Linked DNA regions of Mus musculus: region 1 is linked to region 2. Evidence: chromatin contacts called from public promoter capture Hi-C data. All regions are on one chromosome and are shown on one strand. Each heading gives the region's core, a stretch centred on a gene start, on an enhancer-like site or on the middle of the called end of the contact. The rest is flanking DNA. Distances are from core to core; before and after follow the strand shown. Region 1 has its middle 3.3 kb from the start of Gm24334. Region 2 overlaps Ppp4r4 (protein phosphatase 4, regulatory subunit 4).

Evidence for each region. Promoter capture Hi-C pulls out the DNA fragments that hold promoters and counts their contacts.
Region 1: a contact with region 2 is called in a promoter capture Hi-C map of trophoblast stem cells, with 9 times the contacts expected there. The contact joins two enhancer-like sites. A contact is called at or near these places in 2 of 39 promoter capture datasets (the C10 cell line and trophoblast stem cells) and 1 of 484 Hi-C or Micro-C datasets (cortical neurons).

The regions. Positions count from the first base shown.
Region 1 is chr12:104,414,419-104,417,830 of GRCm38.p6, forward strand. No RefSeq gene overlaps it. Among named protein-coding and RNA genes, the nearest start is that of Gm24334, 3.3 kb to the right of the region's middle. Within about 2 kb of position 1,288, at least 100 of the 459 cell types and tissues checked have an H3K27ac peak or open chromatin away from gene starts, as enhancers often do. A contact at or near this core is called in trophoblast stem cells, where this site is marked.
Region 2 is chr12:103,563,604-103,567,093 of GRCm38.p6, forward strand. The region is part of intron 3 of Ppp4r4 (protein phosphatase 4, regulatory subunit 4); the gene reads left to right. Among named protein-coding and RNA genes, the nearest start is that of Ppp4r4, 33 kb to the left of the region's middle. Within about 2 kb of position 1,743, at least 34 of the 459 cell types and tissues checked have an H3K27ac peak or open chromatin away from gene starts, as enhancers often do. A contact at or near this core is called in trophoblast stem cells, where this site is marked.

The DNA.
Region 1 (3,412 bases), core at 38-2,537, 850 kb after region 2:
GGGATGGCCCTCTGGCCTCTGTGCTATTATGAGTCCCTTTATGGATGAGGAAACTGAGGCACAGAGAAGCTTAGCCATTTCCCCCGACACACAGCTAAGTTATTATGGTATTCCAAGTTTGCTGACGCCTCAGACACAGCCAACCTTCACCAAGCTGAGAAGTCTGTTGTTCCTAAGGCTTGACAGTGGTGGTGAACAGGTGGGTGATAAAACAAGACTCTGGATGCTTTCAAGACGGCACAAGGGGCCTGGGACCAGGATGTGAGCTCTGTTCTAAGGTCTAAGTATTTCTGCTCAGATGGAAGGTATCCTGGGACAGAGGCCAAGGTGCTTTCGTGTGGGCTGCTGGGTGGTGTCCAAGGAGAATCCTGGGAGCCTGGAAACAGCCAGAGGCCTGCAGGCAGAGGGAAAGCTGTCCAGGTTGGGATACATTTGAGTCTCAAGGGACCTAAGAACACACACTGACAGGTGGACCTGTGGTCAGCAGAGAATCACACTCATACACACACACACACACACACACACACACACACACACACACACACACATGATCCCTTCCCTGGCCAGCACTGAGATGCTACACCATTAAGACCTTGGATTGAGATAAGAATGGGGGCCTCTATTGAAAGCAGCCCAGTATCCCAACCATTACAATGTGCCTAAGTGTCAGTTGAGACCTTAAACTGACCACCACATGCACTCCATGGGTACTGACATGATCCAGCTATATCCCTCCATCCTTTCTGCTCTCAGACCAGGTGTCTAAGGAGCCTGGTGCTGAATGCATCTAATGCTGCCTGTGAGATGAGCTGGGTCTGGAACCTGTGGCCAAAGTCTGAATCTACCTCTCATGCGAGTCTAAAACCTAGATATTAGGGTGTACTTCTCCTCATTCCCTAGGGGCAGAGTGGTCCCCTGTCTCTTGGCCAGTAAATTGCCTTGGTGATGAACCCTCTACAGCACTGTCCTTCTAGGTGATGTGTGGTTGTCACAGCCTAGGAGAGCTAGAATTCCAAGCCTTCCTATGCAGCAGTAGGAATTGGAGAATGGTGCATCGTCCTTGGAGAGGTTGATGCAGCAATCTCACTCTAGGCAGGTACTCAGAGGAACAGGAAGCAAGGACATGGCAGGCACTGCAGCCAGCGTCCACCATGCTTCTCATAGCTGGCAAAGGGCTTGTGAATCAAGGGTCCCCCAACAGATGCATGAATGAGCAGAGTTTGCTCAGGCCACACACTATTACTACATTAGACAAATGAGGGCGGTGCCATTTCCTACACTCTGTGTGTGAGCCTGCCAATATGCTCACAGGGAAAGAAGCCAGACACAGTAGGGCCTGTGTGATGTGAGTCACAGACATGTGATATCCAGAACAGGAGGATTCGTGAGTATAAAGGATGTTCTAACGGTTGTCAGGAGCTAAGGGGAGGAGGGAGGGGATGACTCATCAATGGGCATGCAATCTGTTGAGCAGTGACTAACATAGCTTAAAACTAGACACTGGAAAACCTTCCTAGGCAGGAATGAAATGTGAGACCTGAGGGAGGTTCTCTGAGCTTTAAGGATGTGAAAGGGCTGGGCAGCAGAGGAAAGGCCCAGCTGCAGGGGAACTTTTGTCAAAGATGGAGTCGCAGACACCAGGCTCTGCCCAGAGTCTGTGGGGGTGGGGAGTAGAGCTCCTCTCTGTCACCTCCAGGCCTGCTGAGGAGGACTTGGCCAGCTGCAATCCCTCCTTGCCACTTCCCTGGCTTTGTCCTTTCACAGCGAGGAGAAATAGAAGCACATTTTAGTATCCTTTGGAACATTCCACCTTCTGGGGCCAAGGAGGAAAAATCTGACAGGGAGTTTAAGGTCAGTAGGGCAACCTAGTGAGGCGCTGCAGCAAAACAAAAATGTAAGAAGAGGGTTGTGCACACGTGTACACACATACACATTCACAAACACACAGACACACATTACACACCTGCTCAGGAATGACTCAGTGCTAGGGCATTTTCTATGTACCAGGTTCTGAGTTCAAATTCCAGTGTTCTCCCCAAAAGAAAAACCCATCTATGAAGACTGTGGATGTAATTAGTGACAGTTTTACTGTGGTCCAGGGTCACCATTTTGGCTTTTCTGTCACTGACAAGCAGCTTGAGGGATTTTATTGTTTGAGGAAAGGGCTGTGTATAGACACCTAACCCACCCAGCTCCCTTCATCTGACAGCTGTGCCACACTGAGAGCTCCCAGAACTATATGGGGGAGAAGAGGAAAAAAATTCTTGTTTGTTTGTTTGTTTGTTTGTTTGTTTGTTTGGATTTTGGGAACCTTTTGTTGTTGTTGGTGGTGGTGGTGGTTGTTGTTGTTGTTGTTGTTGTTGTTGTTGTTGTTGTTGTTTGAGACATGGTTTCTCTGCATAACTCTGGCTGTCCTGGAACTCACTCTGTAAACCAGGCTGGCTTCAAAGAGATGCCTCTGCCTCTGCCTCTGCCTCTGCCTCTGCCTCTGCCTCTGCCTCTGCCTCTGCCTCTGCCTCTGCCTCTGCCTCTGCCTCTGCCTCTGCCTCTGCCTCTGCCTCTGCCTCTGCCTCTGCCTCTGCCTCTGCCTCTGCCTCTGCCTCTGCCTCTGCCTCTGCCTCTGCCTCTGCCTCTGCCTCTGCCTCTGCCTCTGCCTCTGCCTCTGCCACGAGACTTGGGATTAAAGGCATATACCATCATTGATCAGCTTTGAGAAATTCTTAAAAAACAAGAATATGTAGCATTCTCTTCAACACCTTCCAGAGGGGTAAAGAGGTAGAAAGACATCGTTTTATATGAGAGGCAACAACTGTGCATATGTACATATCATGCAATGTACATGTGTACATATTATATGTCATATGCACATATCACATCATATGAGGCAAATAAAATGATAGCAAGATGGTGGGGAAAGACACATGGCTCTCAGATTTTTCTCTGCACTTAGTCAGCCAGGGCACTTTTGCTCCATCCCTGCCCCAAGTCAGCTGAGGAAGGACCAGGGATGCGGTTGCTAAGGTTTATCCTTTTCCTCAAAGTACATAGTCACTTTTCTGCATCTGAGTGTCAAGTCCTACTGACTGGTCCTTTTCCATCATTAGGTTGATATGTAACCTTTATTATAGTGTTAAAAGCACCAGAGATGGCACGGGTGAGCAGATGGGACATATTTTTAACAGTCACAGAGTTGCACAGAGACAAGAGCCGGGACTCAGGCAGCTCTGTCCCAGGTTGACCACAGAATTTCTGATGTCATGGACTTTTGTCCCAATGGTGGCTCTCCCAGGCCTGCTCTGCCCTGCCACAAACGTCTCTGTGAGCACCATAGAGTTTGCCTTCAGCCACTATAGGAAGTTGGTTCTTCCTACCCCAGGAAAAAACATTTTCTTCTTTCTGACCAGCATTTCCC
Region 2 (3,490 bases), core at 493-2,992:
TGAGAATTATTACTTAAGTGGTGAAATGAAGTGACAGAATGCTGTCCCCTTCACTTCCCCTCCCCTTATCCCCAAGAATCAAGCTGGGAAACTGTAAATGTTACCTTAATTTAGAACAAGGTAATTTCAAAATGTGCTTAAATCTGGAGATAGTGATATTGTCTTGGGTCATTTAGATGGGGCCCCAATGTCAACACATGTCTCTTAGTAGAAGAAACTAGAAGATGAAGGAGTGGGAAAGACAGCAGTGAAGACAGAGAAAGATGCAGAAAGCCAAGAAGTGACACCACAGTAGCCTGTGGCAGGAATGTGGCACTGAACATTTTGGTCTGAGTAATACTGCTTTACCACATCTGCCTTCTAGAACTATGGGAGAGTACATTTCTGTTGTTTTAATGCATCCAGCTGAGAGTAAGCTAAAGCAGATCACTTTTCAAAGCTTCCTGCCATGTCCTTTTTGACCCTGGCACCTACCAATCTTTCCATAAAAGCAGAAATCTTTGTTACCCTGGCTTGTCATTTTGTCCCCAGAGTCTGGACTGGCATTTAGAAAGAACAGGCACTCACAGTCAACTTTACAAAGACTGTGTTCTGAGAGAGTCAGTGTCTACTTGAGGGACCCATGCTGTGCTTGACTTGCTGGCCTGATGCTGCAGACCCTTTTGGTCTCTATCTGCATAGAACAGGGTCTCTGGTTGCAGGTGGACAAGGAGTCAGCAAATGACAGGCAAAATCAACACAAGAGGTTGTGTAGGATCTGAATGTATTGTCACCAAGTGAACACAAGTCTTATATAATGCAGAAAATAAAAGGGGTAGGAAGTCACAGCAGGCAAAGTACATTGAAGTTACCTGACACAAAACAAAGGAATGACTTCAAAGGGACTTACAGGAACCAGGTAATATTTACAGTAAAGATAAAACTGTCCTACCTAGGGTCAGCTTAATGAAAGGTAAGGATTTCACACCCTAGTCACAATTTGTGCTACTCCTTTGAACCTTGTGAAAGCTAGCACCAGGGGGGTCTGCTCTAGCAGATCTTCTCATGAATAATGCAATACCACAATCCCCCTATTTCCTAGGCCTTGATAAATTCTCCTATGAGTGTAACTTGGCTGTTCTTTTAAGTATCTGTGGAGAATCTCCATTTGTCCAAAGAATTCACCAACTTGCTTCTAATATGCAATGTAGCCTATTATACCTGGCTGTAGTGAAGATTCCTGTCTCAGTGGGATTCCTTAACTCTTACATCATAACCAGCCTATTAGCTAAGCCATTGTGTATTCCCTTGTTTGGGTGAGACTGGCTACTGTCCTAAGTAATCACTGCAGACTAGCCCTGAGCTATTCCAGCTCCATTCTTTGTAATGCATAGTTAGTTTCACTGTTTCTACTAGAAGAAAATTTGAATATTACTGAATAGATAGCCTTCTCACTGAATTCCAAGCTCATCTGCTTCAAGGATTTTCTATGACGTTGGAACACTGGTGGAGGCTTACCTATGTCAGAATTCAATCTTTAGTGGCACTTATAATAAAATAATACTAAAAGAGAGCACGTGGATCCATACACCAGACTAACTCTGGGATATGGTATGAGTATACAGGTTATGAGAACGCCTGGTTCCAGGAGGTTAAGTTTCCTTGAAACTCTTTGCCTCATGAGTGCTTCCAGGCCTCTTGGCCTGCCAAGCAGACTTCACTGGAGTGTGCGTAGCAGCCTGACTCACTGAAGCGTTCTTGAGTGAGTCAGCACTGTTGGTATCTGTAACACTGACTTGTGCACTCAGAGAGACACTTTACAGGGGTGGGAGGGGAAGGTGAAGTACAGAACAGAAGACGACAGAGACACGGGCTATTAAACCAATATGAAAATTATTTAAAGTTGGGAGATGTTATATAGCAATATTTTGATTCAGAAAAAAACCTACAACTTTCGCTGTTACTACTATTTGTGACATTATTTTCCTGAGTTAGTTGATACAGTAAGAAAATACCAGAACTATCATCCAGCTGAATGAAACAGCATTTTATACTGGGTACAGACAGATTCTTAAATGATCTCATTTTGAAATTTGAATAAAAAGCATTTACTTTGCAAATAAAGGTATTTGTCAATGAAGAGCTGCATGTGTTTTAAAAAGCCTCTTTGGAAGTAGCACAGTTGAATGGTCAGTAAGGATCACTCACTGTGGAGCAGGTGCTGTGTGTTGTGCCTTAGATACATTCTCTCAACAATTGTCAGCGCTATCCGATTTCAAGCTGACAGATGTAACTTAAATCTCACTGTTTGACTGTAATGTTAGGTTTGTAAGAAGAATGGAAGAATGTAATTGATTTTGATAGTGCTCTGAAAAATAAAAACAGCCTTAGCTAAGGATTGAACGAGTACAAGTGAGCAATACAGACTCCTTTCTTCTTTGGTCTGCATCTCAGAAAATGTTTCTCTCTTCCTCGCTGTAGTTGCCAATTTCTGAGATAAAAGTTTAAATTCTGAGAAAAGCAAGAGGGTTTTATGAAAGCAGCATAATTATACATCTTAAGCAGAACATGATGTTCTAGGACCCCTGCAGGTCACAGACAGCCTGTGGTGGAGCATAGCATTCCATTGGCTGACACTGATTGCAGGCAGGGAAAGAGGAGAGGGGAAGATTCCCACAGTGGCATGAGGTTAATGGAGGTTCCCAGCGTCAGGGTAAGAATCAGCCAGGAAGGAGGAAGCTTTCTGGTCTAGAGGTATAGAGTTATAGAAGAGTCACCCGGTTCTCCACGAAGGAAAATGGATACAGCTGCAACTGGAGGAATCGCAGCAGGAACACACAGTGGAGACTGCTCTTTTTGTTTTATAGTGCAAAATAAAATGTTGCCGACCATAGTCATTCAAGGATAGTGTCTGCATTATGATTGTGCATTTAATGTTTGTTTATATTTAAGGACAAAATAGATTGGCATTACTAATTACTTCATAGTAATAAAGTTCTATGGAAACATTTATACGTATGTAGATTGGGCATAAAGGAAGAATCATATAAGGAAGACAATTATTTTTTTCTTTTGTGACCGGGCCTGACTTAGCCCAGGCTGGTCTCAGATTGTCTATACATTGAAGGATGGATCTATGTCTTGAACCTCTGATCCTTGTGCCTCATCCTGCCACCCCCAAGTGTCACAATTACAGGCATGTGTCACCACACTCAGCAGTTAATATCTTTCACGAGATTTAAAGTTTGATTTGTGTTTCATAAAATTCAAGTAGAGAGCAATGTTCTTATATTTGCTTCTTGGCCATTTTACCATCCATCCTGCCTGTAATAAAAAAAAGAACTGAATCTTCTGAAATTCTTTTAAATGTGCAGTTGAGCTTAAAAGAATAAAAAACAATCCCCTGGGCTGAAAAGGGTTTCTAAAACTAGGTTAGCCTCTAAATGCACGTGCTCGTGTCTTTGCTACAGCCTGTCAGAGGCGATCACAAGACTGCCACAGGAGTTGACTC